2 separate regions of the Gossypium hirsutum genome follow, and region 2 is linked to region 1. Evidence: chromatin contacts called from public Hi-C data. All regions are on one chromosome and are shown on one strand. The core of a region is the stretch at or near the end of the contact, and the rest is flanking DNA. Distances in the headings are between cores, read along the strand shown. Region 1 holds the start of LOC107903888 (protein ECERIFERUM 26-like). Region 2 holds the start of LOC107903896.

What was found. Hi-C and Micro-C count contacts between places; a contact is called where the count stands out from the background.
Region 2: a Hi-C map of seedling shows a contact between it and region 1, with 2.9 times the contacts expected there. The contact joins the promoter of LOC107903896 here to the promoter of LOC107903888 in region 1. A contact is called at or near these places in 3 of 34 Hi-C or Micro-C datasets (leaf and seedling).

What each region holds. Positions count from the first base shown.
Region 1 is chrD05:50,907,528-50,914,514 of Gossypium_hirsutum_v2.1, reverse strand. LOC107903888 (protein ECERIFERUM 26-like) reads right to left here and starts at 2,269. Exons shown (of 2, transcript XM_016830069.2): 1 at 1,519-2,269. The coding sequence starts at 1,953.
Region 2 is chrD05:51,072,666-51,079,707 of Gossypium_hirsutum_v2.1, reverse strand. It overlaps LOC107903896, which reads right to left and starts at 1,730. Exons shown (of 12, transcript XM_016830088.2): 1 at 1,537-1,730; 2 at 20-143. The coding sequence starts at 1,570.

The DNA of each region.
Region 1 (6,987 bases), core at 1,020-3,519:
TACAAAATATAAATCTTAATTCTTAAATACTTGGTATTCAAAATTTTTAAATATAAATAATTTTAATTATTAATTAAGTCAATTTATTTTTAACTATAATTAAGAAAAATGAAAATCATTAAGACATATTTAAAGATAGATAGAACAGGTAGGTACATGTCGATTGGTGGGTGCAAATTAACCAATACAAATGGGTAGATAAAATGTAATAAAGTTTTTAGTATCTCCCAATTCATGAAACTGAGGTAGGTGTATTGTTGGTGGGATCCAAAACTTATGAAATCTTTTTCCAACCTCATTTTATTATTTCACAAAGTAATTATAAAATATTGCAATGCTTGGTTGGTGTTCCTGCAGCAATTTGGATGCCATCATCTTTTTCTATTTTGGGGGTATGGAAGCTCAATTTCATAAAGTAACTCCTATGTATTTCATTTATTTTGATAGAGGTGAAAGTTTTATCTTATCCACCCCCAATTTCATTTATTAAAATATATAAATATTAATCTAAAATAATACATTTTTCTTTTTCAAAATAATGATATGGTTGGGTTTAGAATTTTCTTTTTCAATTCAAGTCTGCCCATGACCACTTTTAGTCTTGAGTATTCAAGTTCGAGACCTCCGAATCTCATTATCTATTTTTGCCATGTGTGAGTTTTAGTTTAGTTATTAATTCTAATATGTGTTGTTCCAACTCTTTTGTTTGTTCGTGTTATAATTATTTGATTCTACACTTTTCTCAGTTCATCTATATTGAAGTTAATTGATTCTGAACTTTATACTTAGCATTTATATTTGTACTTTATTTATACTTATAAACTTTGAATATATATATGTATATATAAATTAAAATTATGTATTGATTTCACATATTATTTGTCAAATTTTTATTAATCTATATTATATATAAGTACTTGACCACCAACTCAATTAAGTAATAACTAAAATATCATTGTTTTACAAAATAAATTATATTATTTTGAAGTTTTTTAATAATTTATATATAAAAAAGAATACACACATAAACATTTAATTTACCATTTCAACTAAAACTTTATTTATTTTTTCATATAAATATTTTGAAAATATATATTTTTAAATATATAGTATATTTGGTACGCAAAATTTAGTGTCACGAATCAAAGACAAAAATTCAGTTAAATAGATTACAAAATTAGGGATACTTTTTGGTATTTTTCATGATTAATACTTGAAATTCATGATTACTCCTTTAGAAAAATAACCACCAAAAAAAAATATTATAAGCATAAAGTATAGAGGAAAAAATTTTCTTTTCTCACCATATAGTCAGCCAAAGATAATCTAGTTTTATCTTAATATAATCGTAAAGTGATTTAATATTGTTTAAAGAAAATCGCCTTTTGAGCTTTAGGTAAGTTGATATTGTAAATATTGTATTAGTAAAGCGACTTAAATGTTTTTTTTTCCGATTTAAATATATATATATATATTTTAATTTAAAGGTTGAGATGAATTTTGGTAGAAAAAGGATACCTGCAAGTAAACTAAAGGAGAAAAGGACAACTCAGGGCCGATGGCTCGATGATAAACAAGCAAATTCCTCTTAGAATCGTCGTCAGTTTCAAGCCATTCATCCACAGTTTCATCGCAAACACCTTCCACGAACCTTATGCCGCAGTCATTACACTTTATGTACGGTCGACCCGAAGACTCCGACCGCTTGATCCGCCCACAGGTGATGTAGTAATCGTTAAGCAAGTAAAACATGGCTTCTTTCATGTTCATGATAGTTAGCCCTTCCACTGCATGGCTGGAAAAGAAGTAGACCGCTTTGAGGTAATGGAGTTTCATGGTCAAGTCCAGGCCGCTTAGGTCATGAACCACGTCCGAACCGGTGACACAACCTGGTCCAACCGATGAGAGCCTAAGGTTATAGACAAGATCATGGTCTTGTTGGGGGGGAACCATGGTTTGCTTTCAAACTTGACTACTGGGAGATGGAACTGAAACTATGGTTGGAAATTTTATGGTTTTCCGAAATGGGGGTTTTGGGGTTTATAAATTGGTTCTTCAATCATGACCGGTGGGTGAGTTAAAGGGAAACATTTAATTGGGTCATTTTCATTTATTTGTTCTTGTTGGATGTAAAGCAGCTGGATACTTCGACTCTGCATTAAATCTTCATTGGTTTGAAATGGGAATTCACTCAATTACTAACCAGATTTGAGAAGATTATTAGCGTAGGGTAGAGGAAAAGATTGCTCTTATATATGGGTATTTCTTGGGGATTTGGTTAGACTTGCCCATAATATTAGCCTTATATATTTACGTCACGTTCAAATAAATACATTTATTAAAAAATTATATAAAAATTAAATTAAGTTTTGACTAAAATAAAAGTTGACGTTTTAAAATTTTTAATGTTTTAAAGTTAAAATTTCATTATATGTGAGTATTTATTGATTTGTCAAAATTTAAAAAGATAAAAATATTATTATAATTATATAACTTATTTTATAAAAAGAAATAATTTTTAATCAATTTTCAATAAAATTGGTACTCGATTGCAGGGGCATAGTTAGGGGGCTGGCAGGGGTCCTGGCCCCTCCTAAAAAGAAAAAAATTTCATTGAGGCTCTTTAAAATTTTAAATTAACAAAGATAAAATTATACTTTGCCCCCTAAAATGATAAAAATTTAATTTAATCCTTTAAAATTTTAAAAAATATAGATTATTAAAATGGTGAAATTATATTTTTACTATCGTAAAAATTACAATTAATTTCAGCCCTCTAAAAATTTTTCTAACTGTACTCGATTGACTTATGATACCAACAGATTTTAAGTATAATACATATTTATCTAAATTTTATCCATTCAATATACGAGCTTCAAGTTTTGTTTAAATGTGTAAATTGTTAATCCAATTTTATTTAGATTTATATTGTTTTCTAATTCTTTTAAAATATGTTATCTTTATTTTATTTAACATTTAACAATTTTATATAATTTTGTTTTTAATTATAATTACACTTAATACATCTTTAACTAAAATTACAATTAGAGAAAGGAAATTACAGTTACAATAAATAAATCTTTATGCCTACAACCAAAATCAATTATTACAATGTAAAAACAAACATAGAGTACTTAAATCAAAATAAATTTGGATAAAATTCAAATATGATAGTACTTAAACTAGAATAAAATCTAGATTGAGAACTTACATATAATATTTATGTTTGGTGGAACTCATAAGATCTAAAATTTCACAAGACTTGAATCATACTATTGAGCCAGGGCCTCAACTATTATTATTGGTACCATCTCCACTGATATATTAATGAATTGTTTTTTATATAATGTATAGAATTACTCATAGTCTTTCCTTAACTTTTAAATAGGAGGTTAAATATATTTCAGCGTATTCGAACTCACGTTCTTTTGCACTGACAACAATGTCATGCCAATAGAACTAAGACTCAATCAACATATTAATGAATTGTTAAAATAAATACTTATCATTTAATCATTACATATAATGAATAGTTTTATTTTTTTAAATATATTCAGTTGACATTATTTGAATACTAAAATTTCATCGTACTCATTTCCTGAATGGAGAAAAAAAATATATTTTAAAAAAATAATAATGTTATTATATAAAAGATTGAAAATTGAAAATAAAAAAATAAATGAAAAATGAGAAAAAAAGTTATTTATTATTATTATTATTTTGGTAAATGAAAAGCTACAAGGTAAATTTATTTAAATATGCTAAAAAAAATAAAATTGATAAAGTATGTCATTTTTTAAAACTTCATCGATCTATGCTGTATTTGAAGAGAGAAAGGAAAATGTGTTCTACAGGGCGTTTTCATTGAATTGGTAGAGAAAATGCGCCACACAGGACGCGTTTTCCCCCATCCAAAAATAGTGTCCTACATGGCGTGTTTTTTATGACAGTTCAGCGAAAATGCGCCCTATAAGATGTGTTTTCTTTCCAACGGTAACTTTTCTGAACGGGCGGAAATCCCAATGGTTATGGGACCCCAACAACCATTTTTTCCCCTGTATAAACCCTCAAATTCTTATTTTTTCTTTTAACTCAACTCTCAACTCTTAATTTTCACAATTTGATTCTCAATTTTCTTGTTCTTGATTTGTTATTCTCAATTGTCAATTCTCGATTTTTGAATCCAAATTCCCAATTCCAAACTTCTTTTTAAAATTTTTTAATTATTTGATTTTTTATTAGTTCTTCAATGGCATATCAATTTATTCGTTTGGAAGACAAGCACATATCTGACGTTCAATTACAAATGGTAAGAAAATATTATTAATTATTTAATTTTAAACCGTTAATTATTATGATGTTAATAAAATATTATCAAATTATTTAATTTTAAACAGTTAATTATTATGCTGTTTAGATTAATAATTTTTTTATGTTTATATACACAAGCCGAAGGTTGAATTTTGGAGACGACATAAACAACTTAAGTGAAGGTGCACCAGAGGTCATTCATGGACACTTGCGAGATGTAGGCTTTTTATTCGTGACTTGTATGCTCGGGGAGACTAAATTGGTTCCCCTATTCATCAGTGCTTTGGTCAAGAGATGGAGATCGGAGACGCATACGTTCCATCTCCCCTGCGGAGAGTGTATAATTACACTCGAGGACATTAGTTTACCACTTGATCTATCGATCGATGGGGATGTTGTTACGGGGCCAATCATTAGTGCCGATTGGAGTGCAACATGCGAGCAACTGCTGGGGAAGGTGCCAAACAGGTTTAAGGGTAGCCAGATCGAGATGAGATGGTTGTAGGACAACTTCCAAACTATTGAGGCTTTAGCAAGCGACGTTAAAAAAGAGCAATTTACGCGCACATTCATCTCAAGGTTGATCGAGGGTTTGCTAATGCCAAATAAATCTCGTAATCTGGTACACTTGAATTGGCTACTACTACTAATTGACTTGAGAGAAGCGGGATGACTTAGTTGGGGATCGGCGGTGTTGGCGATATTTTACCAAGAAATGTGTCGAGTGACGATACCGGGAAAATCTAAAATAGGGGGTTGCATACTCCTTCAATTGTAGGCATGGTATCGACTACCATTTTAACGGCTCCGTGTGCAAGTCCCTTACGAGTTCCCACTCGTAACATGGCAAAATTCATTTGATAATATTGTTGCCGTTTTGGAATTTTTATTGTTTTAATTTTGAAATAACATATTTTTTAATAGGTGGAACAACTTCGCGAGCCATATCGATATACCGACCAAGCTCGAGGACATTTGACTAGCTTTAAATCAAGAAACTGAGGATAAAGTTAGTTTATGAATTTCATAGTTATCAATTTTTTATCCAGCATTTGAAATTAAATATTAAGAATTTGTTGAAATTTATAAATTCGTATTGCAATTTGTGTGGATGCCATACGTAGATCCGAGAATTCAAGAATGCGTCTCGGAGGGATTTTTGGACAATCGCAACATTTGGCATGTGAAAGTACCATTGGTTATTTTTGCAACTGTCGAGATGCATGAATTCGACCGAATGATGTGACAGTTTGAGTGTACACAACGTATTCAGCGGCAACCTTAGGAGCTCGATGACCTGCACAAGATCGACATGCGGGGGAGACCAGATTAAAATTGGGCAACATTCCATAAGAAGTATATCGAGTTGTGGCAACATAGGTACGATTACTTGTCAACGTGTGAACCTTACTTGACGCCAGAATTGGTGACATCTTCGGATTACATGAATTGGTTCAAACATCATGTAAAGCCATATCTATTGATGGCTTCAGAAAGAGGTAGGCAACGTCGTCATAAGAGGCTAAGATGAGGGCCCATCAATCTCAAGTCGCCGTGGATGAATTGATATCTGCTCCATCAAACCCAGGTCGGGAGGACGGGCCAAGACGAATTGATATATGGTTTATTTATTCTTGTCACTAACCCATTTTATTTTACACCGTTATCAAAACACACACCAATGTATTTTACACCTAAACCACAACATGCGCAATCATTCACTACACCAACACAGTCATCACCAATTTATTTTACACAAGCACCACAACACGCACAATCATTTCTTGCACCGACACCTTCTCTAGGGAGATATTTCGCACGACCGCCACCCCCTGCATCGTATTACACCCCCATGTGCCATCACCCCATGTGACACCATATAGTGGCCCATCGATAGTGTCACAAACACCCCCATCATCATTGTTCTTATGATCTGGTTTGTCCTTGCAAATGCTGACTCGGTTAGGGGGGATGCACTATAAGCTGCTATGACACAGTCGTAGTCATCCACGAAGGGAGGAGATGCGGTCACCGATCAACCTTGACGTGCACATGAAGATGAGATGGAACGCGTCCTACAGGGCGTGTTTTCATTAATCTAGCAGAGAAAATGCCCTATGTAGGACGCATTTTTTTGGATGGGGGAAAACATGCCCTATGTGGCGCGTTTTCTCTACCAGTTCAATGAAAACACACCTTGTAAGATATGTTTTCCTTTCTCTCTCCAAAAACAACATAGATCGATATATATATTTTTAAAATGGCATACTTTCTCAATTTTTATTTTTTCATCATATTTAAATAAATTTGCCGAGCTACAAACTAAAATATAAACATGAAATCACATTTAATTACTAAATAACTACACCTAACACGGGAAATCACATTTAATTCCTAATATAACACCTAAGGCATCACTCTGTAAATATGTTTCAATGCTTACTGGTTGGTCTTAAAGAACATATAATTTTGGAGCATCCGTCATTGCAAATCCTACCATTAAGTCGGTTGCTCAACTTACTTCTTAGTAACCATGACAAAAACAATGTTGCACCTCATCACGTGTACTTTCCATATGCCTTTAATAGGTGAATCACATATTATATATTTGTCTTTGTTGAAAAAATTTTCTACCGAGCAGATTCTAGTTCACAGTTAACACTGTGGTAAACTTTT
Region 2 (7,042 bases), core at 481-2,980, 170 kb before region 1:
CCATTTAACTATTGCACACCTTATGCCGGGCGAGTCTGTCACTTTGCAGCCATCAAATGTATGTCTGATCCAACCATTGTTGACACCAACTAATGGTGAGTAATAAGCCCCTTCTACTTGACATAAATGACACTGGGAAGAACCTAATAGCATAGTTCAACAAGAAAGAGTTATCAGAAGATGTCATGAAAATGCAAATGCAAATGCAAACATTAGAATTAGCCACACTAATAAACTAAGATGTATGAACAAATATTCACAAAATGTGCATAACTTTAGAATTTTATGTCGGTGTAAGAAAGAACTTGAGTATAAGACCTAGCATAATACACTGAATCATATACTCTATACATTTTAATCGCCCCTCATTGACAGAGGAAATCAAGTATAGAATCCAGAGCATGCAATCAACCTGCTCGGTTAGAAAAACTGAAATTGACCCCAATTTAAAATAACCAGTAACCATCTGACCATGATATCATAATTGAAATAACCAAACTGAGTTAGTTCGGCTGGTTATCTCGATTAACCAACTTAGTGAGAATGGTAATTGGGTTGGATTTAGATAAAATATTTGTATATTATATATTATATATTATATAATTATGTTTAAAAATACATAAACATATTTATTATAAGTTGGTTGAGTCAATCAGTTTGGTTACTCATTTCACAATTTGAAAAAAGACCAAATTAACTTATTTAAACCAAAGCTCATAACCAACCAAGTATGACATCGTTTTAATTGAACTGAATTGACCAAATCATGCCAGTTCTGGTCAATCTTGTCGGTTTAGACCGAATTCTGCTCACCACTATTTACCAATTACCTAGCAAGAGGTCACTTCTTGTGAAAATGAAATTTATTATTGGTTCACTATTAGGCAAAGCAATTTGCTTTCCCAATCCCTTTTCATAAATTTAAAATAATATTAAAAGGGGGAAAAACCCAGAAAGACAACTAAATTAAAGAACATGAAGTGTGCCCATTTGCACGTAGGTATTCTGATGATTTCCACAGAAAGGGTTACTGAATCTAATAAACCGTTCCAAGCGAAAGTTTTCTTTTTTAGCTACTTAAATATTTACAAATCATCTTTTAAAATTCCTTAAATATTTATAAATCATTTCCGTCCCATTGCATTCCCATCCCTAATTTGAGCATGAACAAGAAAAGATAGTGAAGAAAAACAATGATAAAACCAGACCTTGAACAATTACACTTTTTTGCTTCATATTTTCATCACATCAACAGAAATCAACTTGAATAAAGAGAAAAAAACATTACATGCATGTAGGCACATTTAAGATAATAAAATTTCATCTAATTTAGGCTTTAAACAGCAAATCAGGCATCGAAGATTAGAAATACAAAAAGGGTTTGCTTCAAAACATGGAAATCAGAATGGGAACTTAACCAAAACAATAAGAAATAAATAAATCTTTGTTCTTCATTCGTCTATTCCCAATTAATCCACAATCATAAAAAGAATTTGGGTGCAAGTAAAATAAAAAGATGGTTTTGAATGTAATTACCGACGGAGAAGGAAGAAGCAGCGGCGATCGCCATGAAATAAGAGGGAGAGATGGGGAAAGGGATCAGAGAAGACAGTGACAAAATGATTGATCCATCCAAATCTTCTGTCGGAAAGAGTCTTCAGAGCAGAGCTTTGAGAAAAAAGACACTAAATATCGACAAAATCATATTAAAGAAATGTCTGTTACAAACCTAGACAAAACAGATTCGAGTAGTGGACATAACTGTCATTTTCACTTTCGGACTAGGATAAGGAAAATAAATTATATTATTTTTTTATGAAAAAATATTATTAGCACTTAGCTCGCTTTTTTTTTCCTTATATTATTTACACTTTCAAAAATTTTGATTTTAGGCATAAAAAATGAATAAGCAATTTAGGCTTTCACACTGTATAATCCATCATTTTAGTCATTATCTTAAAATAGTAAACGAAAAATTATATATTTTAGCCACTTATCTTAAAATAGTAAACGAAAATTTAACGTGAAATAAAATTTCCTATTAAATAATAATATTTTAAAAATTAACCTTAATAACTCTGGTTTCTTTGTTTCATCATCATCTAATCATCATCACCATAACCACCATCATCGGGCCATTGTCATCTTCTTCTCCAACATCAACCCCTAAGATCTCTTTGACAATTGTTTCTGTAACGGTCCGATTTTCAGTGGTATCGAAACATGCGGTTTTAGGATATCATTTTTGTAAATAGAGTTTGTAAATATAAAATAGGAATATTTACGGAGTTAATATAAAAATATGTTGAAGAATGGTTGAGTAAACTAGCTGATAAAATAGTTAATTAAGGCTCAGTGACTGAATTATAAAAGTCCAATCGTTATAGAGTTTTAATTAAGAAAACGCTTGAGGACTTAAATAGAAATTATCCTAAGGGGCTAAAATGGTTATTAAACCAATAAATAGCATGAGATAGTAGATGTTGATGTTAATATTAGCATCCACTTTTGTTTAATTATGGGATTAAATATATAAGTATGCTTTATTAAGGTAACTAAACATGATCTATTAGACTAATTAAGCACTAATTGGCCTATAAATAACAAAATTGGTGGAAAGAAATAGAATATTATCATCTTCTTCTCCATCCTTATTCATCCACCATAGTTAAAAACCAAAAGGAAGTTTCAAGCTCACCTAACATTCAGTCAAGCAAAAATTCAAGGTAATCAAGCCTTTTTCCATGTAATTTTTCCATGTTTGTGATCATGAGGCTTAATTTAGCTAGCCCATGTATCAATTTGATCAATTGTTGAAATTTTAGCAAGGTGTCATTGTTGATAAATTGATGAATTAGACTTGGAATTGATAGATGTTGAACTCAGATTATGAAAAGTATTAAATTGTAAAGTTAATTAAGCTTGTTTGTTAACTTTGTAACATTAGGGACCAAATTAAATAAATGAAGAATATGTCTTGAAATTTTGCTAGAAATAGAAAGTATAGGGTCTCTAATGAAAGAATTTGAAATCATATTTTAATCTAAAGCTAGGAATTCAAAGTTATGTTTATATCGAGTTTAAGGATTAAATTGAATAAAATACAAAATATGTTTGAAATAAAAAAAAGATTATTTAGTATCATGCATCTTACGATATTATTGTTGTAAGCCATTAAATGGATATTGTGTGTTGTTATGTGCTATTAATTGATATTTATATATATAATTGTATAAAATCGAAACTCGGTAGAAGTGGAGCTAGTAGCTAAAATTGCATAATAGGCCCTGAGAAACCTACATGTTTTGCGTTTTGAGGAGATAAGTACCTTGTGTTATATGTTTGCTTGTGTTTATTTTGTTATATCAATGCTTGACATAAGTTAGGGCTTGATGGAAATTAACATACATAGCTAGTAAGTGTGATTTGAATTGATATAGGCAATTTTATGTTATATCTATTGATTATAAATAGAAGAATGACAAATATCATTAAATGTATGTATAATTTATGTACAAATTTATTCGACAAAACCCGAAAATTATATGAATGATTACAAGGTATGAAAATGCAAATATGAATGATTACAGGATGTGAATATGCAAATACGAATGATTATAGGGTATGAATATGTAAATATAAATTATTGATGCCCGTGTGAACTTAGTAAAAGGTTAGGATACAATTGGCATGCCAATAGGGTCATATGCGCGCTTGTGTATGGGATAGTTGATAATATGAAGATAATGACAGGTTATTTTGAGATCCAACATCTATTGTGGATCATTGAGTTTTCATTGTCTCTACAAAGACCTTTGTGTGGTGGAGGGATTTATTTGAATATGTTTAAACACTTGATGCCTACAGGCTTTGCACTTTGGTGTCTTGATGTGGTGCAGTTTATGCTCATACGAGCTATCTTGGTGTAGTGTAGTTCACTCGTGTGTCTGAGTCCATTTTACTAGGGTTCTCTTGGGTAAAACATTAAAATTGAATCTTGAAATTGGAAAATAAAATTGTAATAGCTCATTTTCAGTGGTACCAAAAGTGGAGGTTTTAAAACCCCATTCTTCGGCGATCGAGTCAGTAAATATTATTATTTAATATTTACAAGTCATTTATAGTGTTATAATGATTTTTGGTCTAGTAATTTTATTAATTGGTTAGTTATTGTGAAAGACTAAATCGTAAAAATTGCAAAAGTTAATCACTATTAATTTATATGTGCTAAATGAGTAAAAAAAACATATTATAAAGGTTTTAAATGGAAATAATGTCATAATGGATTATAGTGGATGGTTTTTGTATAGATTAAGTAAAAAATATGTTTTTTATTATATTAAATAATATATGTTAAAACATTAGAAAACATTATCACATTCGCTTTCTTTTTCTTTCACAAACTAAAAACACCATTGAAGGGAGCTTGAAGAATTTGGTCAACTTCTCTTTTGCAATAAGCATTTTTTAAGCTTTTTTTTGTAAATTTTATGTTTTTGATATCGTTGTAGCTTAATCAAGCTATACCAGGGACTATTTCGTAATACTGTTAAAGTTTTAAAAAGTTACCATTGTTGATTTTTAAGGTTTTTGATGTTAAATGGTTAAGTTTGAAGCTTTATCATGAAATAGGACTATTTTGTAAAGTGATTTTTTTGTTAGCTTTGAGTTTAGGGACTAAAATGAAAATATGTTAAAATAGGCATGAAATTTCTATAAAACTGGATTTTGAGTATTGTATAGGGATGAGTATGAATTTGGTTTTAAATTTTGGGGCTTAAGTATGAAAAATATGCTTGTTACGATTTTAGGGACTAAATTGAATAAATTGCAAAACTTTAGAGAGATTTTGGAAAATGATAACGGGATGTCATATGCATTAAATAAGATGTTATAAGATATTTAGAACTGATAATTTTAAATGAATTATCGTTTAGATTAAGAAATGAATCAACTAGTTGATAATCAAGGAAAAGGAAAAATAGTAAAGTAGTTTCTAACACTTCTTCTATTATTGTTATTCCCTAGTAAGTTTATACGGTATAGGTGAGGAAAAGGATTGAATCGAATAGTACTATATTGCTATATGTATTGAGCTTGGATGAACATGAGTTAGGATACAATTTGCATGCCAATAGGGTTATTTGCGTTCTGTACGAGTTTTATATGAGATGAGATGTTGACGTATGATATATATATTCACTGAATGTACCGGAATCCAACATTTGTTGTAGATTACCGAGTTATATCCACAGTGATTCAGACGTGTTTTTGGGGGAGGATATGTAGCCTAACGGCTTGGCACTTAGTGCCCAAGCTTGTTTTTGAAAGGATGTTTAGCTTATAGGCTTGGCACTCAATGCCTTGGCGTGTTCTTGGACGGTAAAGCTAGGTTGAGAAATCATACGTGTTTTGGGTGGATAACCACGTATTCATTTATTATAGTTCATTGGGATAAACTGGTATTGTTATTGAATTAGATGAATGGTAAAAGTATTATAATGAGATGAAGTAAGTTATATAAAGTAAAAGTGCATATGTTCAATGGGTTGATGTTATAGCTTCGATCGAGATTAAATTATTTTGAATGAAATGTTTTATGTGATATATACTCGGTGAACTCACCTGATTATGTGAATTGTGGTAACAGGGAAATTTTTTAGTTAAATATGTTATATTGAAATTGTGGGATTTAAGGTAAGTTTTATTTTTCAAAAAATATGAACTTACTAAGCTTATTTAAAGCTTACTCTGTTTCATTTTCTGTTTCCTATTGTTATTGATTTATGAAACTCAGTGATCGGGTCATCTTAAAGATCACACTATCTAGCCACCATTTTGGTAGACTTTTAAACGTTCAATTCGATTATGTGGCATGTAATAGGAGTTGAATTATATATAAGTGTTTTGTAATAGTAAAGTGAGAATGGTATTATATAAAGTATATGTGCTTGATGACCTTTTGATATGTTTGATTATGGCGTGAATTGGTAAATTTTGATTGTGGTTGTTAAGCATGGAAAAAGTGATAGATTCATATGAGAGTTGGTATGGTTAGTTATGTTGTATAATGTTTGAATAGGTGGGATTGAGTTATAAAATATGGTAGGAAGCCTTGATAATAAAATTTGATGTTTTATGTATGACAAGTGCATGGTGATAGGTATCAATCTCATTGGTTGTGTATTTGGTATTTTGATAAATAATAGGTGAGTGAAAGTTGGCATTTTGTTTGTGATTAAGGTATCTTGGTCTTTAACTTTGTTGGCATGAAATGGGATGAAATTTGGTATTGATTATTGTTTGTGATGGTGCCTTGAGGCATATTGGTTAGAATTAGGAAAGTGATATGTTTTGTTACATTTTTTGTGCATTTTGAATAGGTTTAAGGAATGGGCAATTGCATACTTATGATATATGTGAGAGTTTGGGTTGTAACTTGCATTATAAGGCATCTTTTGGCACACACGGGCAAGTGACACGATCGTGAGCTCTTTATGATTAGGGTGGTTTTGGTTAAACATGGTTACAGTCTCTCACACGGCCATGTGAATGTTTGTAAGATTTTGCATTTAGGTCTACATGGCCTGGATACACGATTATGTGTGTAACACCTCACACCTAACCTGACCTCCGAATTCGAGTATGGAGCATCACAAGTTGACCCGATTTGAAAACACATCTATTTATTTTTCTTTTTCGAAAAGTCCATAATCCATTTTGGCGAATACCCCCTTTTTCCAAAGTGGTATTCCTAAGTATAAGTCCACTTATATTTGGAAGCACAATTTAAATAAAAGTTCCACTGCATTAAAGGTGCATGGACGATCCCTCTTGTGGCTACTTAATCAACATCAATGATCATAAATATCGTTATGTTATCAAGGCTTCCATTCAACATTCTACATGTTCAAAATATCATTCAATACAAATTAAAAATTTTAAAGTGGCAGTTTCTAACAATTAGCCTACACCCCCCAACAAATACATGTTAATCCCAAAATTAAGAAGGCTCACAAATGGCCACAGATATGGTTGTGTC